Regions from separate parts of the Mus musculus genome. Here all the other regions are linked to region 2. Evidence: chromatin contacts called from public Hi-C and HiChIP or PLAC-seq data. All regions are on one chromosome and are shown on one strand. The core of a region is the stretch at or near the end of the contact, and the rest is flanking DNA. Distances in the headings are between cores, read along the strand shown.

The links. Hi-C and Micro-C count contacts between places; a contact is called where the count stands out from the background. HiChIP or PLAC-seq counts read pairs in DNA pulled down with a chosen protein or histone mark.
Region 1: a contact with region 2 is called in a Hi-C map of uterus. The contact joins the promoter of 4930579F01Rik here to the promoter of Tspan5 in region 2. A contact is called at or near these places in 1 of 39 promoter capture datasets (hippocampal neurons) and 1 of 484 Hi-C or Micro-C datasets (uterus).
Region 3: a contact with region 2 is called in an H3K27ac HiChIP or PLAC-seq map of microglia, with 4 times the contacts expected there. The contact joins the promoter of Lamtor3 here to the promoter of Tspan5 in region 2. A contact is called at or near these places in 2 of 115 datasets of contacts at active chromatin or transcription factors (microglia and pancreatic cancer cells).

What each region holds. Positions count from the first base shown.
Region 1 is chr3:138,192,387-138,195,086 of GRCm38.p6, reverse strand. 4930579F01Rik (RIKEN cDNA 4930579F01 gene) reads left to right here and starts at 1,256. Exons shown (of 9, transcript NM_001374685.1): 1 at 1,256-1,492.
Region 2 is chr3:138,740,921-138,743,620 of GRCm38.p6, reverse strand. It overlaps Tspan5 (tetraspanin 5), which reads right to left and starts at 1,413. Exons shown (of 8, transcript NM_019571.5): 1 at 961-1,413. The coding sequence starts at 1,041.
Region 3 is chr3:137,917,212-137,919,911 of GRCm38.p6, reverse strand. Lamtor3 (late endosomal/lysosomal adaptor, MAPK and MTOR activator 3) reads right to left here and starts at 1,357. Exons shown (of 7, transcript NM_019920.2): 1 at 1,249-1,357; 2 at 994-1,039. The coding sequence starts at 1,002.

The DNA.
Region 1 (2,700 bases), core at 7-2,506, 550 kb after region 2:
GAGCAGTCTTCTCTTGTGGATGCCCCACAACACGATTGTTTATGCTACACATATAAACATTCTTTGCTTTTTGTTTTGTTTTGTTTTTGTTTTGCTTGTTTTTCTAGAAAAGCTTTCTCTCTATAGCCCTGGCTGTCCTGGAACTCACTCTGTAGATCAGGCTGGCCTCAGACTCAGAAATTCCCCTGCCTCTGTCTCCCAAGTGCTGGGATTAAAGGCATGTGCCACCACTGCCCGGCACATGTAAACATTCTTAATGTATGTTATGCCCCAGTCAGCTTCATGTTGCTATAATAAAATGTAAGAGACCAGCTGACATACAAAGAAAACAAGGTATGTTCAGCTCATGGGTTGGGAGGTTGACGGATGGAACAGAATGCTGCCAATTCTATGAAGACCTTGTGGTAAGGATGGTGGAGCTGTTGGGGGTGTATGTGAAAGGGGTGGAGAGGGAGTGAGCACATTACAAGACAGTAAACGGTAAAGAGTTAAAATGCTGTTTCTAGGAGCTCAGGAACACAAGCGCTGCATTTCTTGCTGTTACTCGCTAATCACTCCTGAGAAGTTTGTTAGACATCCGAGGAACTTTGCCCATTATTTGTTGTCACTTTGATTTTTCAGATAGGGTCCTACTCTGTAGCCCGGGCAATCTTTCTGTTTAATTCTCCCAAAGGCTGGAACTATAGGACTGGGTCACCACACCCAGCTTCTCCTCATTTTTTTTCCTCCCTCTCACTCTCCTTAATTTATTTTTAATCATGCATACAAAGTAATGGATTTCATTGTGACGTTCTTTAATACATACCTTGTTTTGTTCCTTTATTTTCCACCATCCCTTCCCTCACCATGCCCCTCCCCTCTCCTTCTGCCCCGCCCGCTTGCTCTCCGAGCCCTCCCCTTTCCTGTTATGGGTACTCTGTTATTCTCTTTTCCTCAACCTCCCTCCCCCGCCTTGAGACCGCCTCTTCCCACCCCTGAGACTCAAATGGTGTCCTTTCACAATGACTGGGAGGCCTTCCCAGCAACCCCACTGCCACCGCTGTTTCTGTCACATAGCACGCACTGGGCTGACTTTCTCCCTTTCCTCTTTTCCTGAGATCCGCAGCACATCCACCATACCCCGTCTGAAACCAGCAAGAGATGCACTGTGCCATGCTAGTGAAGCTGTGTAACAAGCGGCCTGGAGCAATGGCTGTTACAGAGTTCTGGAACTTAGATTTCCCACAATGCTGATCCGTTGCTAACCTATCTCCTCACAACCAGGGAGGCAGGCACCTGGACCCATTGGAGTGTGAGTGGGAGAAACTGAAGAGACACCGCTTTGCTCTTTTGGAGGCATCAGACAGTCAGCTGTTTCCATCGATAAAATCTCCTTAAGTCCGAGATTTAAGGAAATAACAAAATTCAGCCGAGACCCAATATGAGGCTGGAAGGCCATCGGCAGACCTGAGCTTCTATCAGTTAAATTATCTGCTTTTAAAGCCGTTCTCAGGTATAATTTTCTATTCATCGTTAGAAACAATTGCTAACATCTCGGGTATGCTTACTTATGAGTCTCAAATATGCTTTTTAAGGCATACAAGAACCAAGTAGGCCATTTTGAGAAAAAAGGATGCTGTCTTTTAAAGTTAGTCACTTATATTGAGGAGACCGTCCGTACTAACAGCACTGCACTATTCATAGAGACATTTATCTTGTGGGGAAAAATTGCTAGCCCATTTAACAGCAATTGTTGAGTTTATACCAGGTGTGTGCACAGCAGGAAAGAAGATGAAACACCGGGGTAAATCAAGGCACGCCTGATGATGACACCCTATTGAAAGGAGCCATGAAGAAGTGACATGTTTAAAAACAAAACGCAGGGAGGAGCAGGTGCTATGAAGAGTGCTTTGAAGAAGAAAAGGGGTTAGAAGGTGGTGAGGCTGGGGTGACAATGGGGATTGCTACAAGGGGGTGTTAGGACTCCTTTTGGAGAAAGTGCATACCCAGAACAATACATCCTGTATGAGAAGAAGTCCCAGGAACAACTGTGGTGTGTTCTGGGCTGGAAGAGTGGGAGAGCAGTGTTCATGATTCCAGCAACAGCTGTACAAGATGGCCACCGCACGTGACTTACAGTGCCTCCTTATCCTGTCTGTTCCCTTTGTAAACCCGTGTGCTATGTGTGTACTATTTTGAACTTAAGGGTATTAATATTTTATGCAAATGGGCAGGGCATTTTTTCTGAATAACATTAACTGGGTTTTTTCACCAATCCTTCTCTTTGGAGGATTGTATTTCCCTTATTTTAAATAAAATTCGATAATTTACTGATACATGGGTAGAATCAAGAGACCACAAGAAAGGAAATTTTGCTTTCGGAAGTATCTTTGAAACTTCTGTCAATTAATTTATATTAAATATATATACATACATACACACACACACACACACACACACACACACACACAAAGTTTTACTTGAATGTATGGGTATGCATCACGTGCACAAAGAGCTGTGGAAGCCAGAAGGCTTTAGATACGCTGAAGTTGGCCTTGTAGGCAGTTTTGAGCTGCCCAGTGTAGGTCCTGGGAAACGAGTCTGGGTCCTTGGCAAGAGCAGCGAGTTCTCTTAAGTGCTGAGTCATCTCCTCAGCTGTAGATTTTGGAATGACGAATGTGATGTGCAACTAAATTCCGCACACAGTCTTCACATTTCCCT
Region 2 (2,700 bases), core at 164-2,663:
CAACAAAAGAGTAGGGTCCCAGCCTGATTACAATAGGCACCCGGCACGAGGGAGTGTCACGCAGAGCACGGTTGGGAGCCGGTTTGCAAGCCGCGGCTCACCTGCTCTGCCAGCAAAACAGGTCTTACACACCTTCTCCTTTGCATGTCTCCAAGGGTTCCGAAAACCTGTGTGTCACCCCTTTAAAAGGGGAAGACGCGAGGCACGCGCACACCGAAACATATGTTGACTGATGACTAGTTATTCCACAAGGATACACAGAGAAATAAATCCCTCCACCCTGCACGCCCACTTGGCCAGTCCATTATGCAAAGGGAGCGCTTTACTGCCGGAGAGGAGCATGCAGGACGTGTTATTTACGTGCACATTACAGAGCCACACACCACGGCATCTGCATCCTACACAAAGCCGGAGATGGTGCAAGGAGATACACGCTGAGCACGGCACAGACCAGCCGCGGCAACACCGAGCCAAGCCCTCGGCCAATCAGATCGGCGCTGGAAGGTGGATCTCGGGGTCGGCTCTGCCCGATTAGCCTGCCCCATTATGACACCACGCTCTGCCCAACATCCAGATCCCACGGGAAGCAAATCTAATCCGTGTGCTCCCTCGTTTCTCAAACTGCCGAGCCGTCCTCCCATTTGTACCCCAGCTTTTCGCGCCCCCCCCACCCCCTTAAAAAAAAAAGAAAGAAAGAAAGAAAAGAAAGAAAAAAGCCACCCCGAGGCCTGGCTGCCCCCTGCCCGGCTTGGTTCCTCTTTTCACCTCCTCCGAGTCCTGGAAAGGATGAAGTGTTTCTCTCCCCCGCGCTCGAGCCGGGAAGGCGGAAGGTAGACGCCTCTCGCCGCGACTGGGGCAGGAGCTCCGGGGGCGGCGAAAAGTAAAGCAGCGACCACGGCGGGGGACCGTCGCCCACCCATCCGCCACAGCACTTGGAAACCCAGGAGCGCTCCAACTTACCCAAAATATGACATTGAAGCCAAAAATGAAGTATTTGATGCAACAACTGACTTCAGGACCCTTGTAGTGCTTCCCGGACATCCTCTGGGTTCATGAAGACACTTGCCCCGCCAGCCCGAGTTTGGAGCCCCGGAGCACCCCGGCTCGGAGCAGCCCGGCGAGCAGTGGGGCACGCGGGGCTCAGCCGCGCGGACCGAGCAGCTCCGGCACCTCCAGCCGCGGGCCTCCGAGGCCGCCGGGGCGCGGTGGCCGCAGCCTCCGGGAAGCCTCCTCGAACCGGCACGGAGCACAAAGCGGGAGCTCCGCGTCGGTGCGCCAGGCGGCGGGTCCGGCGCTCGGTCCCCGGGCTCCGGGCAGAGGCGGCCGCGCAGATGCCGGCGGAGACGCTGCCCGCCGCCCGCTCGCGCGCCTCCCACCGCTCGCTCCTCCCGCCGCTCGCTCCGCCCGCCCCGGCCCGCAGCTCCGCCCGGCGCCTGGGTCGGCGAGGCGCGCGCGCGCTCGACTCGTGCTCGGGAGCTCCCGAGAGGCAGCCGCACGACGCAGCCGCGCCACCTCTGTCGCGGTCCGCGTGTCTCTCTGTTTCTTCGCCTCCTTTCTCCCCGACCCTTCTTCCCGAGCCCCTTGCCGCCGAGAGAGACGAGGGAACACCCCGTAGCTCACAGACCTAAAGCAGCCAGGGCAGAGGGACCGGACCCCCGTGGATGAGCTGCGGGTCCTTCTCTTGGCCACCAGCAGCTCCGGAGGGACCCTGAAAAAGAGGGTGGCTTCGGGGAGCGAGGGCTGGGTGAGCGCCCTCCTCCCAACACACACACACACACACACACACACATACACACGGTCCCCTTGCCACCTAATCACACCGACCTCCTCCTGCATTGCTATGAGGAAGAGCAGACACCTTCCTTGCCACCCAACAGCAGAACAGGCGGGCTTCGTTGAGATGTTCAAGAGGGATCTAGGCCATTAAAGAGGAGAGAATGGAGGAGTGGGTATCTCAAAGGATACTCTATCTCTCTGACTAATCCACTCTTCCCAACGGCCAAAGAAACGAATCATCCTGCAAGTGGAGGCGAGCAAGAGAAGCTGGCCCAGAGGCGTCCTGACCCAGGTCCACTTCCACACCACGAAATTTTTCTCACCTTTGATGAAACATTCTCAAAGGAACACACCTGCCTCCTAGCTCAGGAAGCGATGCAGGAGTTACATACAGGACTGTCTCCCTCTGGGAAATCCCAGTTGGGTTTATAGATGCAGGGCACTCCTGACCTCTGGGAGAGGACAGAACTGGAGAGTGGAAACTTTGAGAAGCACGGGTGAGCAGGTACCCGGCAGTTGTCTATGTACACTCTTCAGGCACTTGGCACACGGGCAGGGAAACAGATGCCAGGGTTTTGTGGGATGAGAAGAAAGGGCAGCTTAGAAGTGTGTGGCAACATCTAGGGGAACTGACTTTAGTCTTTAGACATCCATGGTAGAAAAAGATAAGAATTTCCAGAACCAGCCAGTGAGTCTGGGCCCAGAACTTTGCATGTTTAAGAGGCTCTGCAGATGATGCCATCAGGGTGGCGGTGGAGAACTTGAGGTCTCAAAGTCTTCTGCCTAGGATTTTGCTGAGTAACTTCCTCTGCCTTTTGCTCAAAATCTGCAACCTGCAGTCAAGCTCTGATAAGGCAAGAAGTTTCCTTTTTACCTGCAGTAACCTCTTTCTAGATGGACCTGGCTTTCAGGAGGCTATGTTAC
Region 3 (2,700 bases), core at 108-2,607, 820 kb after region 2:
AATAATTTTTAAAAGACCATTATTACCTTGTGCTGTTCTAGCCCTGTCCCTATCCCTAAAGGACATGAACTCACCACTTGTCACTGGCATTTCATCTCTGACGTGTATAACTTGGGAGAAGTTAGTTAACCTTTTTCTAGGCCTCAGTTTCATTATATGCTTCGTTACATGTCTACAGGGATAATCACAGACCCTACAACCTAAGAACGCTGTCAAAGGTTAGTAAGGGCTATGTCAGTGTACTTGGAATTGGGACACACAAATACAGATTTGCTGTAAAATGAGGTCACGTGCTTCCTAATATTTTACATCCGGATGCTACCGTATTCACTTGAGAATCCTCTATAAATCTCTTCCCATGTCCGGGCATCCAGATTGCCCATGAATTTTTTTTTTTAAATGATCCTAATTCCGATAAACTATTCTAACATTCAGCTTCTTGGCAAAGATACTGACAATTATGACCTCCACTCTAAATGTGTGCTGTTTTGAACCTCTATCTCCCAAACTGAATGAGTGTCCTTTCCCACGTTACCACCACAAACTTACTTTTGCTCTCGTCTTAAACAGACACATAGAAACGGAACATAGCTTGTTAAGGGGGCACGCGTTAGCCATCCTTTTAGACTCCCAACACTGCCTACTGAGACACCAAGAGCATTATTTACTGGGAGAGGATTCAGAGCACTGTCCTATGAACAGGTACTGACTGGAAGGGCGGCCAGTCATCCTTCAGAATTTCCAGTGCCACCCACACAGAGTTCTTGTATGCTCCAATAGGATTAGGAGGTGGAAGAATATATAGTTCTCTGAGGCTAAAGCACCTTAGTGGCCCATCACAACCGGTCCTGACAGAAGCTCAGGCCCCTGCAAGTCCTTACTACAAATCCAGGAAGAGAGGCGAGGCTGAAACACATTTCTACCTTTCTCCTCTCAGAAGCCGTATGCAAACCTCCCACCTCCCCTTTTTCTTGGGAAGGGGTGTCAACTTACATCCGCCATGATGAACCCCTTTTCCTCGCAGAATCGATCTCCACTCCTGGAAGGAAAACTTCCGTGACTTCCCCCGCACCCGAGGCTTAGTCACCCTCTCCAGACCCAGACAGCATCACGAGATCCACCCTCTCCAGGGCCAAGCGAGAGCCCTGGATCTCCGTCAAGGGAGTGGGGAGGTTCCCGGGGACCCTGCCCGGTGGCCAGCCCACCTCTCCCCACCCACTCTGTCCCCGAGCTGAGAGGAGCGGCGACCTCTGCAGACGCACGCGCGCTCCAGCCTGGGAAGACCTGCCCCGGTGTTCCCGCAGTTCAGTCGCCTCTCTGAAGCCGCCTGTCAAGTCGCTGTCACATTACTCGTGACCTCCGCGGGATCCAGGAAGCACTTGCTGCACCCTCCAGTACCGGGACTCGGAACTTCCGGGGAGACCCGGGCGGAAATTGCGCGCGCGGCCGCCCCGCCCCCTGGAGGCTTTTTTTTTTTTTCCTGCGCCTGCGCGCTGCGCCACGAGCAGCTGGGTTGGCATCTGCGGTCCTTGCACCTTAATTTCCATCCAACTCACCTACAACGGAAGATGATCCTGTGCGGAGTATGTGTACACCTTTCCCAGACCCATTATGTAAATCTTTATGAATGAAGACGTTTGAGGAGAACAAACTGAGCAGCCTACTTATTAGAAGTCCCAGGTCCTTGGATAACCTAATTTACAAGCCAGTTTCCTAACGGTGCTGCTACCACATGTTCTCTTGGGTTTTTACCTAGAAGTGCAGGAGCCATGGGCCTATGGGCTCGTTTGCTAAGTCCGTTTTGAACACGCATGCACTGGGCTGCCTGCTTTGGCTCTTGGGCCTGCATTTGTTGTATCTTCTTAAAATAAAATAAAAACTGCCTATATTTTTTGTTGGTGTTTGTACATTCAAGAAAGCCCACTGTAAGGGCAAGGCAAGAAAGCTTAGCAAAAGGGAGGCTTCTCCATTTGCTTTGGCCCGGTGTTTCTCATTACTGACGCGTTGATAACTCTTTTGTGGTAGAGGGCAGCCATGTAATCCGCTTAGGAGACTCTGGTAGAAACCCTGAGGACAAACGAAAATCACCTGGGATCTAAATACTCCCCAGTGGCTGCCTGAGCTGGGGGGAGTGGGGGGAGGGCGGGGAGGGGGAATGGAAGCTGATGGCTTTTGCTGCAGATGTTAACAGTCGTGTACCGTTAAAGAAAACGGTAAGCTCTCTAGGAGCACCTACTTTGGAATTCTTTTACTAAATCGCCACTCAAGTTTCTTTTCATTTCCACAAAGTTTTAATACTTTTATTCTTTGAGAATTTCATACAATGCATTTTGATCATATTTACCCCTGACTCTTCTGCTCTAACTCCCCTTAGGTTCACCCCCATGTCTGTACCCTTCAAACTGTGTCCTCCCCCCCCGCCCCCATAACCTATCAAGTCCAGTTTGGGCTGATCATCTCCGGGGCCTGTGGGACTAGCCAATGGAGCATGGCCAACCTACCAGAGATCACCCTTAAAGAACACTGACACCTCTCTCAGAAGCCATCAATTGCCCATAGCACTTCAGTGTAGGTAGGCTCACCAACCATCCCCACTGCATGCTAGAATGTTGGCTGGCTTGATCTCCGGCAGGCCCGCTCAGCTGTGTGAGCCAGCGTGTTTGTGATAGCATTGGTTGGCCCACTGTGCATGAAGTTGTT